Linked DNA regions of Mus musculus: region 2 is linked to region 1. The links are chromatin contacts, called in public Hi-C maps. All regions are on one chromosome and are shown on one strand. The core of a region is the stretch at or near the end of the contact, and the rest is flanking DNA. Distances in the headings are between cores, read along the strand shown. Region 1 overlaps Thsd4 (thrombospondin, type I, domain containing 4). Region 2 overlaps Thsd4 (thrombospondin, type I, domain containing 4).

Region 1 (6,972 bases), core at 1,171-3,670:
AAATCAAATTAGTAGAGCCTGCAGACTCCTCCTTTTCCACTGTGTGGCATTTAATGGTTTACAAACTAAACCCACACACATATTTCCCCTCAGCCCTCCACCTTCCAATTCTCATTTTCAGGTGAAGGAACTGAATTTAAAATACAGCCATATACCCTAAGCCACAGAAGCTGGGGATGTGACCCAAAGCTCCTTTTAGCGGTCCTCATACAAGGCCTCAGAGCCACCCATGAACTGTGTTGTCCAAAGTAGGCTGGTGACGGGACCTCACAGAACTTGAAACCTCTAGCTAGTGCCGGTGTTTGACATGGCAGCACTCCAGGGCCACCCAGGCACAGTTGTGTGTAGCTGGACAACCACAGGGCAGGAGGCAATACCACAGTGCTGAGGGAACAGGCCAGGGTTCAGGGCAGCAGGGAAGGCCCCTGTCTAGATGCTGACAGAATTATGTGGTTACTTAAAAACATCTGTGGAGAAAGGTTGCCATGTGGTCACACACATATGCATGCAACACACACACACACACACACACACACACACACACACACACACACAAATTTATAGCAACCTGCTTGGCAAAAATCAAAACGTATCCCACACTGGAGGCCTTCCTGTCTGTGCCATCTTCTCCTAGCTCCTTTCTTGATTTTTCCCTCAGACTTGAAAAATCATTAGCAAGCACTCTTCACAGAAACTTTCAGATTCCGGCTCAGCTCTGAGGTGGACATTGTTTCTTGCTGCACATTAGGAATGTCTCTGGGGCTCCCTCCCTCCATGCTCTCATCACAAGCCTTAATTTCTCTTATTTAGCACTGGGCCAAAGGTGTGACACTCACTTGCAAGATCCTGAGCCTGGCCCATCCCAGGTACAGCCAATGAGGAGGGGTGCAGTCTGTAGGTCCCTTGTCTCCCTCCCCTCCTCTTTCAGCAGAGTCTCATTAGCCCTGGCCAACCTGGGACCTGCTATGTAGATCAAGTTGGCCTGGAACTCATAGAAAGGCTCCTGGGATTAAAGGCATGCACCACCATACAATGCCCACCTCTGCTTCTGGACTTCAAATCAGGAAAAAAAAAAAAAAAAGCAAAAACCTCAACAACAACCCACACTAGCACAAACCCCAGCAACTCACAATCTAGAAGCCATGTTTTATCACTGTTACAACTTTTACCTACGTTGGATTTGAGCTCTCTGGGTACATCTCTGGAGACATTCTCTCACAGACAGCCACCTTAGGTGCTATAGCCCTGGGCTCTGCTTCTGTCTTGTGCCAACAGTATTGGGCCAGGCAAAACTGACACGAAGAGATCTGGGGAGAGAGCCCGGTGGGTGAGAGCGCTTGCTGTGTGAGCTTGTGGCCCCGAGTCTGAGTGACAGCATCTATGTGAAAAACTGGCCATCGGTGCACATGCTGGTAACCTCAGCACTAAGGGGAAGCAGGGACAGGAGGGTGGCTGTTGCTTGCTGGTCACCTACATGGCTCCAGGTTTAGTGAGATATCTTGCCTCAAGGGAATAAGGCAGAAAATGACAGAGCAGGACACCCAATGTCTTCCCCCAGCCTCCACATACATGCACACACACACACATACACACAAACACACATGGAGAGGCACACAAGACACACATGCACACATGAACACACTCATAGATACAACTACAGACACATACACAAGCACACACAGACACACATGCAGAGATATACAAGACATGCATGCACATACACACACACACACAAAGACACACAGATATACACAGATACAACTGCAGACTCACAAGCAGACACATATACAAACACATACAGACACACACACACAGACACACATGCAGAGACACACAAGACACACATGCACACACACACAAAGTTATACACAGATACAACCGCAGACACACAAGCAGACACTGACACACACAGACAAACAGATATACACACATAGACACACACACACTGACAGAAGATGCAGATACACACAAAGATATACAGGGAAAGACAGACACACATACAGAGATATACATGCACAGACACACAAAGACACACACACACATAGATACACACCAATAAATAAATTCATGAATAGTGACTGGAAGAAGGCTCGGGAGGACTACCACAAAACTTCAACGAGAAGCCATATGTCCCTGTAAGACCGGAGCTTCTACAGCAGAAATAAAACCCCAGGAGAAAACTGGATTTTAAAGGCACCAAGAACGTTTCTTATACAACCCACTGGTTATTCCTAAGCACTGAAAAGAATCATGTTGGGAACTGACACCATGAAATCGTTCTTATTTGAAAGACATTTGTTTGGGAAAATGATGCTTTCTCCAAGCAAAATGTTAGCTCGCCTGGTTAGACGCTAATCACAGTATTTATTACTAAAAGCCAGCCTGGAATCTTGGCTTGAATTCTTAGAAGCCGATGAGTCAGGGTGGAAATTACCTATTCAACCCGAGGCCACTAAGCTAAATGTTGATCTGATAACTGCTTGTTTCAAAAGGGCCCAAGAGATAAGAAAGAAGCCTGTGACAGGATACAAACCAAACTGGGTTTAAACCCAGGGCTCTGATCATGGAGTGATGTCAGAATGCCTGTCACAGGGCCTGGAACTTCAGAGGGAGTGATCTGTGGGGATAAAGGGCCAGTTGTCTTGGCTCCTCAATTAATGACGCCCCTGCTCTTTTGATATCTACAATGTTTACATGTTGGTTTAATTAAAATATTTGGAAGCCGAAGTTCAGCATCAGGAGAGAAATCATGCATTTGATGCGTGGCTTAGTGTGCTTAAGTTTGATTATGGAATCTGTCCTTCCGAGCAAACCTTACCCCGTAGTCCATCTTCCTTTAGCCCCCCTCCCCCCAGACCACCAGCTGGTTTGGCTGCTCCAAATCAACAGCCTGCTTGTCAGCTGCTGCATGGCCTGACTCTTGGGGGTTTTGGGTGGATCCCTCTGGAGGATTTTCCACAAAAATGTAAATTCCAACTGTCAACAGGTCATGACCTCAGCTTTGATCTCTCCAGCCTCCACGGGGTTATCTTCTGTCATGCATCCCATTCTCTCCCACCTCCAACCTTCTCACAGCCAGCTCCCCATCCCCCCCCCCCGACCCCCCCTTAAAAAGGGAAAGGGAACTGTGTCTTGCCTTGGGCCTGGGACTCTTAAATCTTTCCCCTCCTCTGTTGTCATGCATCCTGGATAGCATTCCCCTGTACCTTGCCTTGTCCCTGCTCTCTGGCTGGATCCATCTGCCTCTTTGCCCAGGCACCATATCTGATCTTAACCACTGGTGCTAAGACTTAAGCTGCCCTTTCTTGAATCTCTTTTATCTCTGACCTTGGTCTCGTCTCTGACCTAATCCTTGGTCCCTCTCTCCTGCAGTTGCTATGGGATTGTAGGAAGGCAGATGCTCCCCACACAGTGCACACACAGTGAGTTCTGGAGCCTCTAGTTCCCCACGCTGAGCTATGACTTGGGCAGTATCAACTATACACACTGGAGAGATGACCCCGAGTGGTGGCACTGTGTTTCCCATCACCTGCTAGAATCTCCCTGCCCATTTAATAAACGCCGTCCCAAACTGTACACATCGTTTTCTCTCCCATACTCACTTTCTCTTGGTCACTGACCTAGTGTCTCCCCAGTCAGTGATGGTTTCCCTGGCTCTTCGTTCATGCTTCACATCTAATTGATTCTAATTCTCCCCACTCCCATCTTCCTCACTCTGCCAAATGTGGCCCGTAATTGCTGCAGGCCGAGGCTGAGCCCACACTATGACCCACTTGAGTCTTGCCTAGCGATAAGGCCTCCTTTAGGTAACAGCTTGTTTGGAACCAGTCTTCACTGGCTTATCTGGCACAGACCAAGGTCACTCTCCAGCTTGCTACCTTTTCCTTAGCACATAACAAGGTGGTTCTCAACCTGTGGGTCGAGACCCCTCCAGGTCACGTATCAGACACCCTATACATCACATATTTATATTATGATTCGGAACAGGAGCAAAATCACACTTATGAAGTTACAATGAAATGACTTTAGGGTTGGGGATCAGCACAACATGAAGAACTGTATTAAAGGGTCACAGCATTAGGAAGGCTGAGAACCATGAGTTTAGATAGATACCGAGGAACTTCTGGAGTCTCTGGATGCTATCCGTCATCTTGACAGCTCTTCCCTAACCTACTGGTCCTTCAGTATTCACTGAAGCAGCACCCCCCACTCCCACCCCTACTTCAGTGTTCTTTGACCCTGCCTGCCTTCCATCTGGATTCCTGCAACATTTATGCAGCTCTTTAGGGCAAATGTCCTAATTACTTCCCTCCCTTATCAGGTAGACTGAATGCAAGTCTTGGAGTGTTGGACCCACATGCTGTTCTTTGTTTTCTTGCTTTGATCCTCTGTGTATACAGCAGGCACTCATGGCATGGCAGTTATTGAATGAGTATCCTGAAAACCCTCCTTCTGGATGAAAAGCTTACAAGTTTCTAACTTCCCTCTGGCCACCATCCTGACATAGGGTCAGGATGGCTCTGTCATTCTGAGAGGGAGGCCAAAGGGTGGGCCAGTTGGGTAGATGGACAGCTGATGGAGATGTTAATACACAAGGCACTGAAAAACTTCAGGACAAGTAAGTAGTATCTACAAATGTAAAGAGACAAAGGACTCTCCAGGAGTGGTAAGAGTGACACCCATCTTAGTTGCCTCCAGCAGATGGAGACCAGCTTCCACCGCTGAGCAATGCTTACAATAGAGGTTGAGCTGATGCCTCTGGAGAATGCAGGGTTGCCTATCTTTGGGGCTTTGGCTTTGCTGTGTGGTCAGCATTGGCATCCCTTCCCCTCATACAGGAAATGACTTCGAGAAATGGGGCTGTAACAAGTACTGGAAGACTCAGTTTTAGGAGTGCCTGGCTATGGTGGATGCAGGGGTCCCTTTAGTTTTGGCTCCCCAACTTCCCAGCCAGACCCTCCCCACCAGTCATAGCTTTCTGGTGTCTACTACTGTCATCTTTGGCCTCTGTTTTTCTCTTCTAAATTCTACCCATTCTTCAAGGCTTGAGACTTATACTCGGCTTCCTCCACCTCCCCTCTGAGGCTGCTCTTTAGAGCGCTCCTTTCTTCTTGATTAGAAACATGAAGTCACTTTGTACATCCTTCCCAGGCCAAGCACTTTAATCAGAGTCCACTCTGTCCTTGTCACTGTCCCCGTCACTGCTCATGTGTGTCTGAGCCAGGGCTGTTGTCATGGTACCATGCTCCTCCATTCATCAAATACACTGTAGTAGAGGCTCCGTCTAACTGGTCTTGGCCTGTCCAGGGCCAAGGGCCTGGTTCCTAGTATTCTGGATAAATGAAATGTTTATATAACAAAACAAACACTTAACTTACAACTGTAATTAGTATTAACTTGTGTGCCCTTTTCATCCAGTCCCAGTGTTTCTCACAATAGGTGATAACTGTAAGACAATGGCATTGCCAGGTGTGCTGGTACACACCTTTAATACCAGTACTCAGGAGGCAGAGGCCAGCCTGGTCTACATACCAGTTCCAAGCCATCTAGGATTACATAGTCAAACCCTGACTCAAAACAAACAAATGGAGGACACGTTCCCTATCAAACGGTAGGTTCCGAAGGTTCCCTGTCAAATGGTAGGCAAACAGAAGGCTGAAAGAGAGGAGGATGGGGGAGGGCATCTAATTTACAGAAGAGATTTGGGACTTGCCTGAGTGTGGAGAAAGAGCTGCTTTTGGGGAAGTGCAGAGAAGTCCATATGAAAGGCAGGGAAATCCTTTGTGGAAGTCCCCAGGTCAGAAGAACTTAGTTTAAAAAAGGAACCGGTAACTTTGGTTCTCATGAATATAAATGGCTGTATTCACCCTTCTGCAGCTGGGCAGGCAGAGGCCTGGCAAGAACATTCTGTGTAGCAGGAACAGCAGTTGGCTCTGATAAAACCTGAGAAACTTAATGAGTCTGAGCCCCATTCATGGTCTTAAATTGGATACTATTTATTAACGGTCCTTCCCTGGACCTCTTATTCCTCCTGTATAACATGCTAGCATTGAACTAAGAAAGATCTCCAAGGTCCCTTTAAGTGAAATGGTCTTTACAAAGATCCAATTTAATTAAAACAATAAATTGAAAATGATGAACTCAATTAAGAGTTTAAATAAGACGGTGAGTTCTAAGGCATCGGTGGCAACTTCCTCCCTTCTCTCATGGTGCTGCTCGAGGTTCCAGCTGAGGGCAGTGCTATTTGGGGGGCTGAGTCAGCTCCTGGGCAGCCAGGAGAGAGCAAGGGCACCTGACACCTGCAGAGTCACAGAGCCTTTCTTAGACAGTTCAGGAGCCTTGGATGAGAAAGAGGCTGGCAGGGTGTGTCTGTCTAAGACACCTTCCAGATTTGATTTATAAGCTGTGGAGCCCTCTCACCCCTGGTACTTTCATGCTCCATATGTTTTTATAAGAACAATTTCAATTTTTTAAATAACAGCAATAAATCAGGATCATTTTTTTTAAATTAAGTGTCCAAAATGAAATGGAAGTTTTCATTTCTCCGTTTCCTTAGTCTGAAAGTCACTTCATGTCACTAACACAGTCACCTCCAGCCACTGATCTCCCTAACCCAGACTTTGTTATGTATATAAATACAATGATACATAATTGCATTTAAAAAGTACTTGTTTCTGTTTTACATGTATGGGTATTTTGCAGGTATGTATGTCTGTAAACCACATGCGCACAGCACCTACTTAAGCCAGAAGAGGGTGTCTGACCGCTGGAGCGTGAGTTACAGACGGTTGTGATTGGCCATGTGGATGCTGGGAACTGAACTTGGGTCTTCTGAAAGATCAGCCAGTGCTCTTAACCAATAAGCCATGGCTCCAGCCCCTAAACAGTACATTTTAAAAATACACGGATGGGACGCTATACAATTTGTTTCATTCCAACATCATTTCAAAGTTCTTCATTAGATACAGAGGT
Region 2 (6,972 bases), core at 2,973-5,472, 210 kb after region 1:
CTGAGTAAATTTTCATGGATATATATATATATATATATACTCCTTTTAAAAAAAAATCCAATTAAAAAATATTTTTCAAAGGTTAAAGAGCAGGCTGGCGGGGTTGCTCTGTGGTTAGAGCACATGCTGCTTTTGCGGAGGACCTAGTCTCAGCACCCATGTCAAGCAGCTCAAGACCACCTGCAGCTCCAGAGAGCCTGACGCCCTCCTCTGGCCTCCATGAGTACTACACCTCCCCCACCCCATAACACATACACTTAATAAAAAAAAAAGTCTTAAAAAAAGGTTAAAGAACAAGAGTAAGCCTTGCTTCCAGTGTTCTATTTTTATGCATGAGATGAGCCATTCTGAAGCAAGTTTACCATATAAATGTTTCAGTCTCCCTTGAAGCAAAAAGATAGACAAAAGTCATGCCTGGGACAGCATTGGACTCCTCTGGTCACCAGCTCAGGAGGTAGACAGCCAGGGGACAAGTGAACAGCCCATGTCCAAGGAAGATTAAAAAAAAAACCTAACAAATTCAAGGCCAGGAATTTACCAGGAAGCTGCTGTAAAGTGTGACCTCTTTCCTCAAATGTTTTCAGAAAGAAGTCATGACTGCTTATTTATACAGAGTGCCTTTGCAAGGGAATAACAGAAACAATGTTCTTAAAGAATCAGCTTTATTTAAAAGAAAACTGTCTGGGCTGACAAGATGGGCTGGTGGGTAAATTATGCTTGCCACAAGGCCTGGCGGCCTGAGCTCAGCCCCTTGGGGCCTGCATGGTAGAAGGAGAAAAACAATTCCTGCAAGTTGTTTCTTCTACAAGTGTGCACCACTGCATGTACATGCTATGCTAAGTGCATGCCCACACACATGCACAAATGTATGTGCTCACACCCCAAATAGATAAATGTGATAAAAAGTTTAAGACGATTCCATATGAAAGCTTAAAACACAAAGTCATAATGACCAAGGGTGACAAAGAATGACTCCCTCCTGGTACCATAAATGTCATAATTTTTTTTCTCATAGCATCTAAAGGTGAACAAAATTTCTATGTTTATTTCTCTCGTAGAGAGTTTCAGGGTGTCTACTGTTTTGAGAGGCCAATTACGTGGTGCTGCTCACAGACTTCTTTTGGCGTCTTGCTTTCTTTGAGTTTAATAACAGCTCCCAGAGGTGGATACCGTGCTGCTACGGGTGACTTCTGCACGTTCAGAAGTCAGTGAACACTTATTAAGTGCCTCTCGGGGCATGCTGGTCTGTGTGGGGCATTTCATATTCAATGCTGCAGACAGACCTAACACAGTCCTTTTCCAAATGCATAAGAACACTGATGCTTAGAAAGGGAAGTATGTTGCCTATAATAAATAGTATTACTATAAATATACAAAAATAAAGACTAAAACTAAATAACCCTTTTAAGCTCCAAATCCCAAGGATTTGAACAAAGATGTGTAACAAGACGAACAAACTATCTCCTTGTGAATCAATGTCACAAAATTCTTGTTCCAAAGTTGCACAGTATTGGGGTGTTGCTCCCAGACTTGGAAGCCTCTTTGCCAGCCATCTACTCGGTTCAAGACCTTAGATAAACTGCTGTGCACTGGGGATTCCCCACTATGAAATAAATTAGGATTATGACACAGAGTTCCTTATAAGCGTGTTCTGGAGTTGGGTGAGCTGGCCCAGTAATGTGCTCACAGCATGAAACTGCTGTCACAGCCTGTGATGAGGAAAGGGTTTGTTTGTTTGCTTTCTTTTGTTTTCCTGCAGGGAGCATTGCCTTTTAGCATCTTTACTATCTTACCAAGGCTGGTGACCTGAAGCCCTAGCTAGCATCCACCTCACAGAGATCCCTCTCCCTCTGCCTCTGCCCCCAAAAGCGCGTGCTTGGATTAAAAGTATATGTCCACCATGCCTGGTTATTTCACCAATATATTCTGGTGGAGCCTTTTTCTGTGGGCAAAAATTCTCTCTGGAAGAAGAATAAATTTCACAGGCCTAGAACAGCCACAGTGTGGGGGAGGGGAATACACAGGGTGGAAAATTAGATGAGCAAGCCCCGCTGCTGCCTTCCTGCCTTGGGCGCTTGAGGTGGCTAATAGGGAACGTTTCCAATCTATTTATTTAAGTAACCCAAAAGTAAGCCACAGGAGGTCAGAGAGGGTAAAAGCAGGCCTTCCTCCTATGCACAGGAAACTACAAAATAGCATTGCCACCCTCCCAGGGGTCCTGAGTAAGGAAGTCAGCCTGGCCTTACTTTGCAAAAGGTAGATCAGGCTAAAAGGCCAGTGGGTCTGTCCAACTGGGCTGAAGTGGACATGTGACTCTGGCAGGCTCACAAAGAAAAGAAACCAAGCTCACTGAGGGTGGGAGGAGTCAACAACAGCTTCTGTTGCTCAAAAGAAACAAGTGTCAGGGAAGCACAAGGCCTGGCTAGCCGCTTGCCTCAGTCCAGAGCCACAAGTGTGAAGACACCTACAGTGCCTTTGACACTTCCTGCTTCTCTTTCAGGGTCTACTTCAGCCAAATTTCTGCTCTTTGCCTCTTATCCAAATTACAGTCCATATGAGTTATACCCCAATTCATGTTTACACCAGGGAAGGGAGCAGGCTGCCAAGGACAACAGCAACGTATTATGGCCTGATTTCTGAAATTGAAGGAAAACTCCTAGGGCTAGGGATGAGGCTTGCGGCTAAATGGATGGGACATGACTTAGAATCAACACCGAAAGCAAGCTCTAGGCATGTCTGTGATGGAGTTTCTAGACTGGGTCAACTGAGGTGGGAAGACCCACACTACATGTGGGCAGCACCATCCCCTAGGCTAGAACATAAAGGGACACCATGAGACTACCTGTCTCAAGCTCTCCATACCATGCTTTCGCTGCCACTGTAACTATGAGCAGAAATACATCTGTCCTTCCTTAAGTTGCTTTGCCCAGTATTTTGTCATAACAAAAGGAATAGATACTGATAAAATGGACCTAGCTGAAGAGATGAGCTGCGGCACACACCTTTAATCCCAGCACTCGGGAGGCAGAGGCAGGCAGATCTCTGAGTTCAAGGCCAGCCTGGTCTACAGAGTGAGTTCCAGGACAGCCAGGGCTATACAGAGTAACCCTGTCTCGGAAAAAAAAAAAAAAAAAAAACCAACAACAACAACAAAAAAAGACAGAGGCTCCTCCCATCTAGGAAGCAAGTGACCTACAGGAAAGCTGGGTGCTACCTCCCCATGCTCTCCTCCAAAGCAGCACATCACTGAAACACAAGACACCGTCCCTAGGTCTAAATGATAAGCCCCTTACTGTGATGCCGGAATGGCTAGTTTTATGTCAACTCAATACAAGCTAGAGTTATCTGAAAGGAAGGAACCTCAGTGGAGAGAATGCCTCCAGAAGATGTAGCTGTAAGGCATTTTCTTCATTAGTGATTGGTGAGGTAGGGGGCTCAGCCCAGTCCATTGGCAAGGTGTCATCAGTGGACTGCTGGTCTTAGGTTCTATAAGGAAGCAAGCTGAGAAAACCATGGGGAACAAGCCAGTAAGCAGCTCTCCTCCATGGCCACCACTTCAGTCCCTGCCTGCAGGTTCCTGTCTTGTTTGAGTTCCTGTCCTGACTTCCTTCCATACATGGTGTTTAGTAGCAGCATTAGAAATGCTAGCTCCACAGAGGTTCATACAGCTTGCACCTTTGCTTCCGTGGTGCTGCTGGTGAACACGTTCCTCCCTCCAGCAGCCAAGGCTTCAGTTAGAGCTTTCTCCTCTCCCAGTACACAGCCTCCCCAGCAAGCTCACCCAGGGAACAGAAGTGGAAAAGCTTTGTGTGGGTAAAGAGAAGACACCTTACCACGGAGGGTCCAAAGGGGTCTGGCTTGAAAGAGAACACACACCTCTCTTCTCTGTCCCTTTAAGTGAGTTTTGGGGAACTTAGTTATTCCAACGGACTAAGTCTTAGCAATGGATTTGAATTTATTTGGTTGTTCTCTGGCATGAACTGAGTGCCAAGGATTGCTGATCAGAGAGAGAGACAGAGACAGAGACAGAGACAGAGACAGAGACATGTGGAGAAAGCCTTCATTTTAATTTCCAATCACCTTCCGGGCCACTCCAAACGAATTTTAACAGCCGAGCTTTTCCTGGGACATTTTTCCTTTGAACTCCCAGACTTCCCTTTACTGCCGTTGCTGTAATATGAACCAGATTTCTTTCCCTCCCTCTTGTTTGCTTAAAAGGCGTTAACTATAAATTAGAGTGTCTGAAGAGCGAGGTGTCACTCGTGGGGCCTGGGCTCCTCAGGCCCTGGAGCCTCATGGCTGGGAGGGAGGCCAGGCTGCCCCTCTCTTTGGCAGCCAGGCTCCCAGACCCAGGCCAGGGCTGATCTCACCCTCCCTTTCAAAGCTATCCAGTTACATCAACATACTCACTGCCTTGTTTGAATTGAGCATTAAACCATATTCCTCTTTCTTTTTTTCTTCAAACTCCTGTCCTAGAGGAGCAGAAAGGAGAGTTTTAAACACACACTTCTGCTGAGCTATTTTCCATGGGATGCCTTTGTTCTAATGAACCTTCACCCTGTATCTTTCATGGTGTGTGTGTGTGTGTGGTATGTTCACATGTGTTCAGGGGCACATGCCCATACATATGTGGGAGGACAGAGAACACTGGATGCCATGGTCTGCTAGGTTTTTCCTTGAGTCAGGGTTTCACATGGAACCTTGAGCTAGGTTAGTGGGCCAAGAAGCCCAGCAATCTTCCCATCTCCACTCCCAACAGTGCTGCGGTTCCTGGTATATTCTTGGCCACGCCTGGCTTTTCCCCATGAGTGCTACAGGTCTGAACTCAGGACTTTGTACTTGCACAGTACAGCAAGTGTTCTGACTTGCTCAGCCCCTGTCCTAACCCTGGTGTTAATTATTAAAATGTGTGTATCCATTAAGAGTCTGATGGGAGCAACTGCCTCAATTGCATGCACTTCCCTCTTTCTGGATCAGGAAAGCAGTCATCCACATACAGACCACCATGGCTTAGCTGTTTTTATGGTACCCAGACTCATAGCTGTCCCTCAGTTCAAACTGTAGAAAACAGTCACTGAGTAGCAAGGATGTTCAGTGGGTGTGAGTGGGGAGGCAGAAAGCAGAGAAAACTCTGGTGTCTTTTCTTTCTTTTTAAAGTTTATCTTATTATTTTATATGTGGATGTTTTACCTGCATGTATGTGTATGTACCACATACATGCCTGGTACTCAAAGAAAACAGAAGAGGGTATCAGATGCCCCTAGTCCTGGCTGCCATGTGGGTGCTGGTAGTTGATTTTAGGTCCACTAGAAGAGCAGGCAGTGCTCTTAACCTCAAAACCATCTTTGCAGCCCCTCCAGTATCTTTTCTTAAAAGAACATTTAACCTAAATAGCTTGCTCAGGGCTTCCTATCAAAATACCATCCAATTGAAGAGCATCTTTGATGTATGAAATGCATCTTTTTGAGAGTAGAAGAAGGGGAGGCACAGGGATTCAGAGATTAAAAAAAGCAGAAGGAGAGATTGACGAGCAGGAAGAGGCAGGAGGGAAGACTGGAGACTGCCAGCCATCCACTGTGAACATACCTAGTTACAGAGACCATGGCTGAGAGAAATGAGGTAAGGGCAGAAGTGTTGCCTAAAGCCATGGGCATATTCCATAACACTATGGCCAACAAGAGCCTGCAGAAAAGAGTCAGGACTGACACCCTTTCTCTGTGATCCTAGTACCTTAAGGTTTCCCAGGATACACTGGCCCACACTCTGATTCCACCCAAGGAAACAGTCAGAGAGTGGAAAGGAAGGGACTTTTGAGCAGGAAGGAAGACCCCTGAGAGTGCAGGGTATCCAAGAGCACGAGTCAGCACGGAAGAGATCTGGAAGTCAGAAACTGACAACTGACTTAAAGAAGAAGTGGCCTCCCTGCCTCGTGCCCTTGTCTACATTACATCTGTCAGGTAGAGAAAGGGGGCTATGAGCGACTTAGCTCACTTATGAATATGTGCTAGCTCACGGACTCCAACATGTGGCTAAGTCCTACTTCTTACACTACATTCGGTGCAGGAATGACTGGTTCCATCTCAGATGTTCTGGGACCAGAAACTGCTTGTCTACACGGCAGCAAAGTTGGATGTGAACTGGAATGTTCTGGGCCCGGGCTCAGTGTGCTTCCTGATGGCCGCCTGTTCTGCTAGCCCCGGTTTTCACTGTGCAGGCACAGCTCTGCCGGGTGGAAATGAGAACAAGAATGGGTGTCTCGCTGCCTCCTGCAGAGCCCTGGCAGGGTAAGCTCCCCACCCCACCCCGTGCTTGTCTTCTACTCCAGCTGTTTGGTGGCACTTGAGGCCCTGCAGTGGTGACAGGCACACTATTCCCTTGAGTTTTCAGACACACTGCTGGATGTATTTGTCTCAAGTCCAAACTCTCCTTCCCTGTTTCTGCCTTTAATTTCATCTGAGTTTAATATCCGTATCTCCCTTAGGCTGCTCACTGCCATGATGGAGAACTGTCCACTGTCAGGGCCCCATCCCACTGTGGTACCACTTTGATGCTATGTGTAGCTTCTTTCTACTTTTAACCTTAAGTGAGTTTTTTTTTTTCCTGTCTGCAAAGGCTTTGATGAAATGTGTGGCAAGCTGACCACAGAATAAGGTAAAGACTGGCTACTGATATTTCTTTTTTTTCTCTTTCTTTCTTTCTTTCTTTCTTTCTTTCTTTCTTTCTTTCTTTCTTTCTTTTCTTCTTCTTCTTCTTCTTCTTCTTCTTCTTCTTCTTCTTCTTCTTCTTCCTCTCCCTCTTCCTCTTCCTCTTCCTCTTCCTCCTCCTCCTCCTCCTCCTCCTTCTCTTCTTCCTCCTCCTTCTCCTCCTCCTCCTCCTTCTCCTCTTCTTCCTCCTCCTCCTCCTTCTCCTCCTCCTCTTCTTCTTCCTCCTCCTCCTCTTCTTCTTCTTCCTCCTCCTCCTTTTCTTCTTCCT

What was found. A called contact is a pair of places that touch in the nucleus more often than the background predicts.
Region 2: a contact with region 1 is called in a Hi-C map of muscle stem cells, with 2.2 times the contacts expected there. The contact joins two enhancer-like sites. A contact is called at or near these places in 11 of 484 Hi-C or Micro-C datasets (cerebral cortex, cortical neurons, embryonic fibroblasts and 6 more) and 1 of 115 datasets of contacts at active chromatin or transcription factors (a colorectal cancer cell line).

What each region holds. Positions count from the first base shown.
Region 1 is chr9:60,022,226-60,029,197 of GRCm38.p6, forward strand. All of the region lies in intron 8 of Thsd4 (thrombospondin, type I, domain containing 4), which reads right to left. Among named protein-coding and RNA genes, the nearest start is that of Gm7616, 74 kb to the left of the region's middle. Within about 2 kb of position 2,421, at least 39 of the 459 cell types and tissues checked have an H3K27ac peak or open chromatin away from gene starts, as enhancers often do. A contact at or near this core is called in muscle stem cells, where this site is marked.
Region 2 is chr9:60,230,144-60,237,115 of GRCm38.p6, forward strand. The region is part of intron 7 of Thsd4 (thrombospondin, type I, domain containing 4); the gene reads right to left. Among named protein-coding and RNA genes, the nearest start is that of 2010001M07Rik, 100 kb to the right of the region's middle. Within about 2 kb of position 4,223, at least 60 of the 459 cell types and tissues checked have an H3K27ac peak or open chromatin away from gene starts, as enhancers often do. A contact at or near this core is called in muscle stem cells, where this site is marked.